2 separate regions of the Mus musculus genome follow, and region 2 is linked to region 1. Evidence: chromatin contacts called from public Hi-C data. All regions are on one chromosome and are shown on one strand. The core of a region is the stretch at or near the end of the contact, and the rest is flanking DNA. Distances in the headings are between cores, read along the strand shown. Region 1 overlaps Gm30905 (a long non-coding RNA gene). Region 2 has its middle 41 kb from the start of Gm26101.

Region 1 (4,496 bases), core at 1,269-3,768:
ATTATTTAAAACTTAAAGATTGATTATAGACAAGCAAATTGAAATGCTCTTTAATATTGAACTGGGGAGTTTTGCTATTTTATCACTGTTTACTTCTAGGAGATGAAGTGTCAAATATATATTCATAATATAATAGTTAACTCTTATTCAATATGTGCTATGGTATATACATATGTAATATATAGTTCCACATATGTAACATTGACACAGTCATATATATTACATATATTTTAAAGTTTCAAAAGTTTCTTCTAAAGTATAATTTGCACTAAGATACTAATGAGTGTTTTGGAAGTCTCCAAATATGGTACTGCGTTCATAGTCATTATTAATTGAAATATAGGGATGAAACCAGGGAAAATGTAGAGAATTAAAAGATTAGAAACACCTTGTGGTTAATGTAAAGTCCATAACACAGTCTCATATAGAGAATTTGAAGGTTCTTATTATTTTTAAAATAATCAACAGCCCCCAGTTTCTTCGTATTCCATAAAAGAAAAAGGCAATATCTTTTCTTTTAACTACTGTTCTCCTACATAGAAAAGAATGCAGTTCAATGTGTTGGTAATATGCTGTGTCAAAAGATAATTTGTCATATTAAAATTTATAGCAAATCAATTCCACTGTACATATTAGTGCAGACCTTTTAGAAAAATAATTTAATATATAAATACAAAGTGAATTTATTATTAAGACCCTTCTTATATTAAAGTAGCATTAAAATTTCAGTTACTTTGTACTAACCATAAAAATAGAAATGTCAAGACCACAAGTCCAGTTACTATCTTACTCATGCTGTGTGACATCGCACATTTGTTATTATATGATATAATATGCATGCATAAATAATATACATGCATATATAGCATGTATTTTGTGATATGTAAATATGATGTCATGCCTTTAATTGACCTTAAGCATATTTTACATGCATAGGCTGTATTTTCTTTTTATTTATGCCAAGTCCGAGATAACTTGGGAATGTACAGAAGTCTGCTGGCATGAAGGTGACGTGCAAGGGGGCGAAGTTCTTCGGAAGTGTAAAGGCACACAGCAAACAATCCACGTGTTTTGGGTTTGATGCTCACCATCACCACACTCACAGAAAGAGCCTTTGAGCGTGATGACACGTGTCCAGAACCAAGTCACTCTCAGAATCATTGAATCTGAACTCCAAATATAGCATTTTCACACAACATTGAAAGTTATTGTTTCCTATTGCATTCTGTGTAGTGGTGGAGAAGTCTGAATTGAAAATGAAGCTTGATTACAGGAATCATGAGAAGATAGGAGAGAAAATCCTAAACATTTCATTTCATTAAAGGTTTTAAATGTTCAGCTGGGTTAGCAATACTTCCGGTCATTTCTATAAAGATGTAAAACCATTTCTGAAGGAATGAAAAAGGTCAAAAAAAGATTTCCTTAAAAACAGCCATAACCACCACAACTACCGCAAGCCTTTTTGCTGTGTGCTCCTTTCCCACAAAGGTAACCAAAAAGCCCAGAGATATGTGAGCAGAATCAGACCTAACTTTCTCAAAAATGCTTGTACTGTGATCTAAAGCTGGAGCCTGAGATGCAAAACCTAACTTAAAAAGCAAAGTACATTGGTATATTTACTTTGAATACACCTTGTCTTTGAAGTTCTTTTTTATTTTCTGATCCATTTTCTTTCTATTTCAATGTTTACACCTAAGGTGTATATTTAATAGTCTTACTATTAATGCTTTTAATGATGTTAACTTCATCGTTAACTTCTTTTCGGTGTTTAATTATGAGTCCTTTTTATGGTTAGGATGTTGTTTTACTTGCAAAGCATTTTACTTCTTTGTATATTAAACCAACTGAATTTCAACTTTTTATAACTGCATAGTAGAACTACTTAATTTCCTTCTGATTTTAATACTTTAAATTTTGAGGGAGAGGTGGTACTTATATATTAAAGCCACCACTGCTTACATCCTTACTAAATACATAACCATGATTCACAGGATTCTTTTGTCCTCTGCAAGAATTCAGCTAAAGTGGCAGAGGGCAAGTTAGCCTTAACTTCTGTGCTCATCCTGTGTTCTTTAAAACTGTCCAAATTGTATTAGAATTTGCTTATAATGATGTTCTATGATTTCCTTGTCGGGATACCTGCATTTGTGGAAAACTTAATATTGATTTCATATGTCTTTTGCCATCTTTGGACAGCCTGGTTAGCAATTACAGCTCCTGGTGGCATCTCTTTTGTCTTTTCATAATTGTCATTTCTTGTCCTCTGCTTAAGATTAAAATATGAAAATTGTACCACATGTGCATCAAGAGTGCATTAACCAAGTCGTCAGCAGTGTCTGCGATACACCATCATTTAGCCGCAGTTCTTGCCCTTACCTCTTCACTTTATTTACGAAATTTGCATGCTACAATATAAACTTGAATGAAAAATGCATTTGAAGGTGAGCCTCCCCGATATCCAGTCCTCGTCAGGATCATTACCATCTTCCTGAGAAACCACTGGGGTCTTTCGTGCATTTGCTTGTCTGTGCCAAATGCAGTCTGCCCTTCAGACTGGGATCTCGCAGAGGCAGGCAGAGCTGTGCCGTTAGTTTCTCTTACTTTAAAAAGCCTCCCAGTTTCTGAGAGTTCTCGCCAGGACTCTCATCTCAGTCTGCGTTTTGTAAAACAAATACGGTTTTGTACAAGTATTTAAAAAAAAATCATGGAGCAGATCGAAGTGAATTCTTCCTGACCACAGACGGTATCTAGCAGACACAAATTTCTTCAGAGCTTTGTGAAGAGCTGTAGCAAAATTCCAAACTAAACCTGTCCCATTTCAAGAGCAAATATGCCTATGTGGGGAGAAAGGTGGGGTGGGGTGTGACCCTCCCAGACCACTTACATTAAGAAACAAACCAAACAGAAGTTCAAAAGGTATTTACATTTAAGTGGCGGGGAAAGAAATTTTCAGCTAATTTGAGGATTGTGTTGTTTCTTGTACCACCCCCAACCAGTCAATTTATATAAAAACCTACAGTTATAATATCTGCTATATTTTAAGATTTTTACTTGACTGAACAGATTTTAAAATGCTTGCGAAGGTTTGTTTCCCCTTCGTTGTATGATGAAAAGAAATACCACATTTTAAAATTAAATTGAATAAGTGCTTGACTACTCCACCCCACACACAGGAATACAGACCTACTTGCCTATCAGCACACTAAATTCAGCTAGTTCCTCCTGCAAAACATTCATTTTAAGAATCCCTATTGTTTTATTTTAGTGCATTTGTTTGGAGACTTTTAAAAACTGACTATGAACAAGGAAACAATAAATGCATAGGCAATTTAGAGCACAGGCAGGCCTCCTTATGAGACCGTGTAGCGCATTTGTGGGTGTTGTTATTGTTGTTGTTGCAATCTAGCTAATAAAGGCTTTCTCTTGCACAAGAGAATTTTGACAGGGTTGACTCCAGACAGCTCTCCAGCTGAGGTCTGGGACCTTGCTGAACCTTCAGAATTTTCCCATTTGAGCTGCATCAAAGTGAAGGAAATTCAAGGATCACTAACGTCTCAGATGGTAGCACTTGCCCTAACAACGAAGGTTCAGGAATTCTTTGGAGCAGACTGAGGTCATTTTTCTCCCCTTTTCTCCTAATGCTTTTCTCTATTAATCAGAGCTCAGAGCTCAGATTGGTGTTCAACTTCCTCCCAATCCTTGCTAAGCCTGTCATTTCTGGCTATTATTTACTTTAATGGACTTTGGCTGATCCCTTATGAAGCTTTGGATCTGAGAATAATAAGGCTGGAGAGTAACGGGCATAGACATGGGTGTGGGTTTGCCTGCAGATTAACCGTGGCAGATGGGCTTTATTGCGGTTTCCTGTGTACTGAGTGTTGATTGAGAGGGTATAATGAGAGAGGTGGTGTCTACACAATAGTCACGGCCACTTCATTGCACTTTGCGTCTAAACAACCCCATTTTTCTAAATCTTTGGGTTGTGAAATTTTAGGAAGTCAGAGCACAGGGACAAGTACAAAAACAACTGTAAATAACCATGAATGTTAATCCAACACTAATTGGTCCTTTCTTTCAATATGAGTCCATTTTGCTCAGTTTTTAAAATTCTGGGTAAATTAATGGCAAAGAGAGTGAAACAAAAAGTTCTTGCACTTGGCTGAAATAGTGAGCAACACGTATACATGTATTTCTCTCTCTCTCTCTCTCTCTCTCTCTCTCTCTCTCTCTCTCTGTGTGTGTGTGTGTGTGTGTGTGTGTGTGTGTGTGTGTGCGCGTGTGTGTATATTTTTGTTTTGTTTTGTTTTTTATCTGTTTTGTTTTGGTCTTCATGTTTTTGTTAATCTGCTTGCTTTTATTAAACATATGCTGTATTTAACTTTAACATCAGACAATAGATGTTCAAGTTGTGGTGACTTCCATAAGCCTTTAGATAGGAATATCTTCAAAACTGATGCTAGCACAATTGCTTTATCCTATGCAGGGTAAGTCAGTGA
Region 2 (4,431 bases), core at 1,767-4,266, 1.1 Mb before region 1:
AGGTATCCTCTATGGGTACCAATTTAACCTTTCTCTTATTCATTCATGACTACAAAGACAGAATGTTATGTATGGGCTCAACAACAAAGATTTAAATTTATCAAAGCTTGCCTCCTGTAGTCAATTTTAATTACTGTGTCAGCCAGAGACAAAATTGTAATATTCAATATGGATACTTGAGTGATCAACCAGCAAGCCAATTCTATTGAACCCCATTCTAGGAGAGGGTCAATAGATAAAAGAGGCAGACCTTTGTGCTTGCTTGGAGAGACATTTATTTGTTCTGGGTATCTGCCACATATTTCTACCAAACTGCCATCCATTAACATAGAGACCATCATATTAATATTTTCTTATTTGTGTATGACTGATTTGCACCAAATAACTCCACAGCAAATAGAGTCTAACTGTGGGACCAGATCAGGGCTATGTTCTCCTTTTGCCAACATGCTCTAGCAGGTGGTCTGATAGATAATGTTAGGATGGCCTTGGTACACTGGCTTACAGCAAAGTTTATATGCCCCTTTTTGCCTTATAAAATGTGATGACAACATTTATCCTTTTCTCAGAATAGGTACATTTCAAGATATCAATGAAATATAAAGAATTTATTCAAATACTTGGCATCCTCATCTAAAGAAAATGTTATTTTTAAGCTATAGCTGGCAGAGTCTTATCACATTAGGCAAAACATATGACTTTTGCTTTTGTTTGCATTTGTGTGTGTGTGTGTGTGTGTGTGTGTTGGGGGTTGTTGTTCATTTAGAAGGCAGAGGTCAATCTCTAATGATGTTTCTCTGAAGCTGAAGCTGTCTGCCTTCTTTTATTTGTTTGTTCCAGACACGGTCACTCCTTGGCCTAAAGCTTGACTTAGGCATCCACCTGTCTCTACTTTCCCAATGGTGGTTTCACAAGTGTGTGCCAGCACTTCTAGAAATATTTATGTGGCTTTTGGGGATCAACCTTGGGTTTTTATGCTTGTGGAACAACCACTTTATCAGAACAACTATTTCCACAGCCTCAAATTTGTATCTAAGTTTTTATTTGCAGATTAAGTAAGTTTTAAAAAGATGCATTCTAAGGATATGGATGTAGAGTTGAAAAGAAATAGACTATTATCATGGCTTTGATGTGATTATCTGACTGATTTACTGTCCCTCTTTTATCAGTATATGATGGGTTAAAAACTGTGTACAAAGTATTAACCATGAGGAAATGAGAAGTTAGAGATAAACAGCATATGTAAAATGATTTATGTCTGCACAAATGACTCTATATTGTAATCTACAGCATACAATTTTATTATAAAAAAGATATTACCAGTCTCACCCTGTTATGTTAAAGATATAACAACCAAGACTCAGCAAGCAGTACTGTTAGTGTCATGAGCTAAGTCAATTGGAAGAACTAATAGAACTCGTGTCCATTTATCTTTTATCAGTGTCAAGTTCAGATTCCAAATTGAGTCTTTCATACTTCCTCATGCTGATTAGCATTGGTACTACATAGGACAAAATGGTTTCAACCTCTAAATCTACTATAATTTCTTTTTACCTCAATGGTGTATTGTTTTCCTTATCTTAAAAATGGCAATAATAAACACTGTCTCTACCGTGAAGATATTTTAATCAGTTGATATGTGAGCTAGTTAGTCCATTTAATTCATTTAGATTTAAATTAATTTAGTTATGATAAATTACTATTTCATTTGCTTATTATGTCCTACCAGATATAAGAGGAATGCAGAATAGATGTTTGCATATGTGAGTCATTCTTGATATTGTAGAAGATTTTGTTTTACACTTCGTAATGGGCATGAAACACTGAACAATGAAGGAAGAGTATATGTAGTCCTAATGCCTGCACAGCTAACCTGAAGTAAAAGGAAAGACAACCATGACGTTTATCTTGATTATATGTAAAGGTGGTGAGACTCACCTATTTAGCAAGAGGAAGTATACGTGAATATTTCATTTGTCTAATGAGGTGACACTTCAAAAAACTCCCAAACAAACTTATGTCCAGAAATAGATGCTGATATCAAACTTGAAGTTGCATCTTCAATGACAGTTGGGTTGATAACATCTGAATTGCATCCTATGGTCTCTCTCCACAGTGGGGCTATAAGAAGACTGACAACATGGAACCCTGCATAAGTGTTCACATGGGAGAAGAGTAAATACTTCTTCCTTAAGTGGCTGGATCAAGGCATGACAAGCTAATAGGTAGAAGTATCTGCACTTCAGACTCTCCATGTAAAAAGAAGCAGGGCCTAAGAGGACAACATAATATTCAGCCACTCCAAAGAGTGTTTGATGAAGAGAGAGACAAGTGTTCAGAGAATCCAGACTAAAACCTCTCAACGGTTTCCGTGGGTTTTTGAAATCAACCAAGAGTTCAATGTCTTTAAACTGCTAAACTCTGTGACAGAATCTTTCTCTAGACGCATTGCCATTAGAATGCTTTTTGAGTGGGTGGGGCAACAGTAGCTCGCCCTAGCTTTTGATGGCTCTGTATGTTTTTGGTGTGAGAGTTGCATCAGTGAACCACAAAAAATGAAGCTTAGGAATTGTTTATAGGGCTGAGCACTAAAAAAAATTTTGTTTGGCTACATAACATATTTCCTTTCCACAGGAGGTAGTTATGACAAATTAGAAGTCTGAAAATTTTCTGATGGTGTAAAGGCACAGCTGTCACTGGGGAAGCACTGATCAGATTTCATAACCGCGTGGTCCCGTGGCGCCGCAGAGAGCTCCATATGCTCCCCCAAATGCTCCAACTAAATCCACAAAAAAAAAAAAAAATCCAGCCTAAGTTCACTTGTAAAAAATAAAACTCTTCTTAGATGGATTTATCATTTTGCATCTACAAAGAGAGAAAGTCTTGTTAACTGGTTACGTTTTTTTAAAAACTAATCTGTTTAAGAACAATTTTCTGCAGCTTGTTATGACAGCTTTGTGATAAAGAGTGAATGATGTATTTGGCAACACCCCAGAGATTACTCCATTTCTATCTATGAAGGTGGACTTTTAAATGGATATACAGTGAATAACTAAGATCTTCGGGAACAGCTATTTCTTAATGGGAACAATTGTATTAAACGCTGTTCTGTCATTCCGCAAAAATCATGTTAGCTAAATTGTTAAGCGCTGTGTACAGAAATTTCAAAGATGCCAATATGGGCCTTACCTGGTTGCAAATGAAGAATAGATTGATTCTTGAGTGGTTAGGTCCTTAGATACTCATATTCCTCATAAACAGTTTGCTTAGAAGCTTTGTGACCCCTGAAGAAAACAACAAATTCAAATAAATTGACAGCCTTATCTCTTAAAGCTAAAAGGAAGATCCAGTATGCTTTTTATTTATTGTATTTATATTTTGAAGCAAGAAAAGTTTTATGTATAAAATATCTTTTTGCATCTCATTATGTTAATCATAGCACAAAAATGTTCCCATGAAAATTTTAAATATTGAAAATTTAAGCAATGATCCAAATATTTATGAAAAAATGTTTCATGCTTAACAAAGCACCTTAATTTCTAATATTTATGACACTCATCAGTATAACTAGTTTAGATATTTTTATTAAAATACAAATAAGCATATTTCATGTTTTTGTTGAAAATACAAAACTAAAATAGTAATTCTTTAGTTTCCTCGAATATTTAATATTTTAAATAATTAAAGAGGTTTTTTAATTAATTCTGAATCATATAAAGCCTGCATTAACTACTTTGTTCCTTGTATTCTTAAATGAATAATACATATAAAAATGGTGCATTTTATTAATTACCTTTGTGTTTATAATTTTCTAAAAGAAGAAAGAAATTTAGTTTTCTAGTATGGCACAAAGATTTTGGAAATATCTGTTTTGTTGTGTATAGGAAATACCCTGTGAAGAAAATGCTTTCTTAAATCCTGTGATGAATTACAGGGCACCTTTAACTTTACATTTCACCTTGCAATACACACAAAATGTTTAATTACTGGAGGATTAATGGAGGTGGTTTATAATTAAGCTGAAGTATGAACTGATGTCATCGTCCCAGTGTGATGACATACATTTTCTGCCAAAGCACCTGTTGTTTTGGAAGGAAGCAGCTGATATCATTATCTGCGCAGCTAGATAGCCCATTTCCTGCTGCTTAAAAAATTATCCTAAGGGCTACCTAAGTTGGATTAATTCAGCGTTTATGCTTCCATACCCAGAAAAGAACAGAATAGAGAAAAACAACACCATCACAATCAAAGAACGAGAGAGTGAAAGGCATGCTGGGAGCAGAGCAGAGGGAAGGAACAGAGAACCCCACCTTCTGTGCCTGAAGAACTCTGGATGGCTCCTGAGATTCTCTACAAAGATGCAGAGGATGCAAAGCAGGACAACAGTGGAGAGAGGTTCCTATTTTATTCTATTAACATGAGTGAGTAAGT

The links. A called contact is a pair of places that touch in the nucleus more often than the background predicts.
Region 2: a Hi-C map of cerebellum shows a contact between it and region 1, with 6 times the contacts expected there. The contact joins two enhancer-like sites. A contact is called at or near these places in 6 of 484 Hi-C or Micro-C datasets (brain, cerebellar granule neurons, cerebellum and 1 more), 1 of 115 datasets of contacts at active chromatin or transcription factors (astrocytes) and 2 of 9 other capture datasets (embryonic tail and embryonic trunk).

The regions. Positions count from the first base shown.
Region 1 is chr9:90,692,488-90,696,983 of GRCm38.p6, reverse strand. All of the region lies in intron 1 of Gm30905 (a long non-coding RNA gene), which reads left to right. Among named protein-coding and RNA genes, the nearest start is that of Gm30905, 10 kb to the left of the region's middle. Within about 2 kb of position 2,518, at least 25 of the 459 cell types and tissues checked have an H3K27ac peak or open chromatin away from gene starts, as enhancers often do. A contact at or near this core is called in cerebellar granule neurons and cerebellum, where this site is marked.
Region 2 is chr9:91,796,931-91,801,361 of GRCm38.p6, reverse strand. No RefSeq gene overlaps it. Among named protein-coding and RNA genes, the nearest start is that of Gm26101, 41 kb to the left of the region's middle. Within about 2 kb of position 3,016, at least 7 of the 459 cell types and tissues checked have an H3K27ac peak or open chromatin away from gene starts, as enhancers often do. A contact at or near this core is called in cerebellar granule neurons and cerebellum, where this site is marked.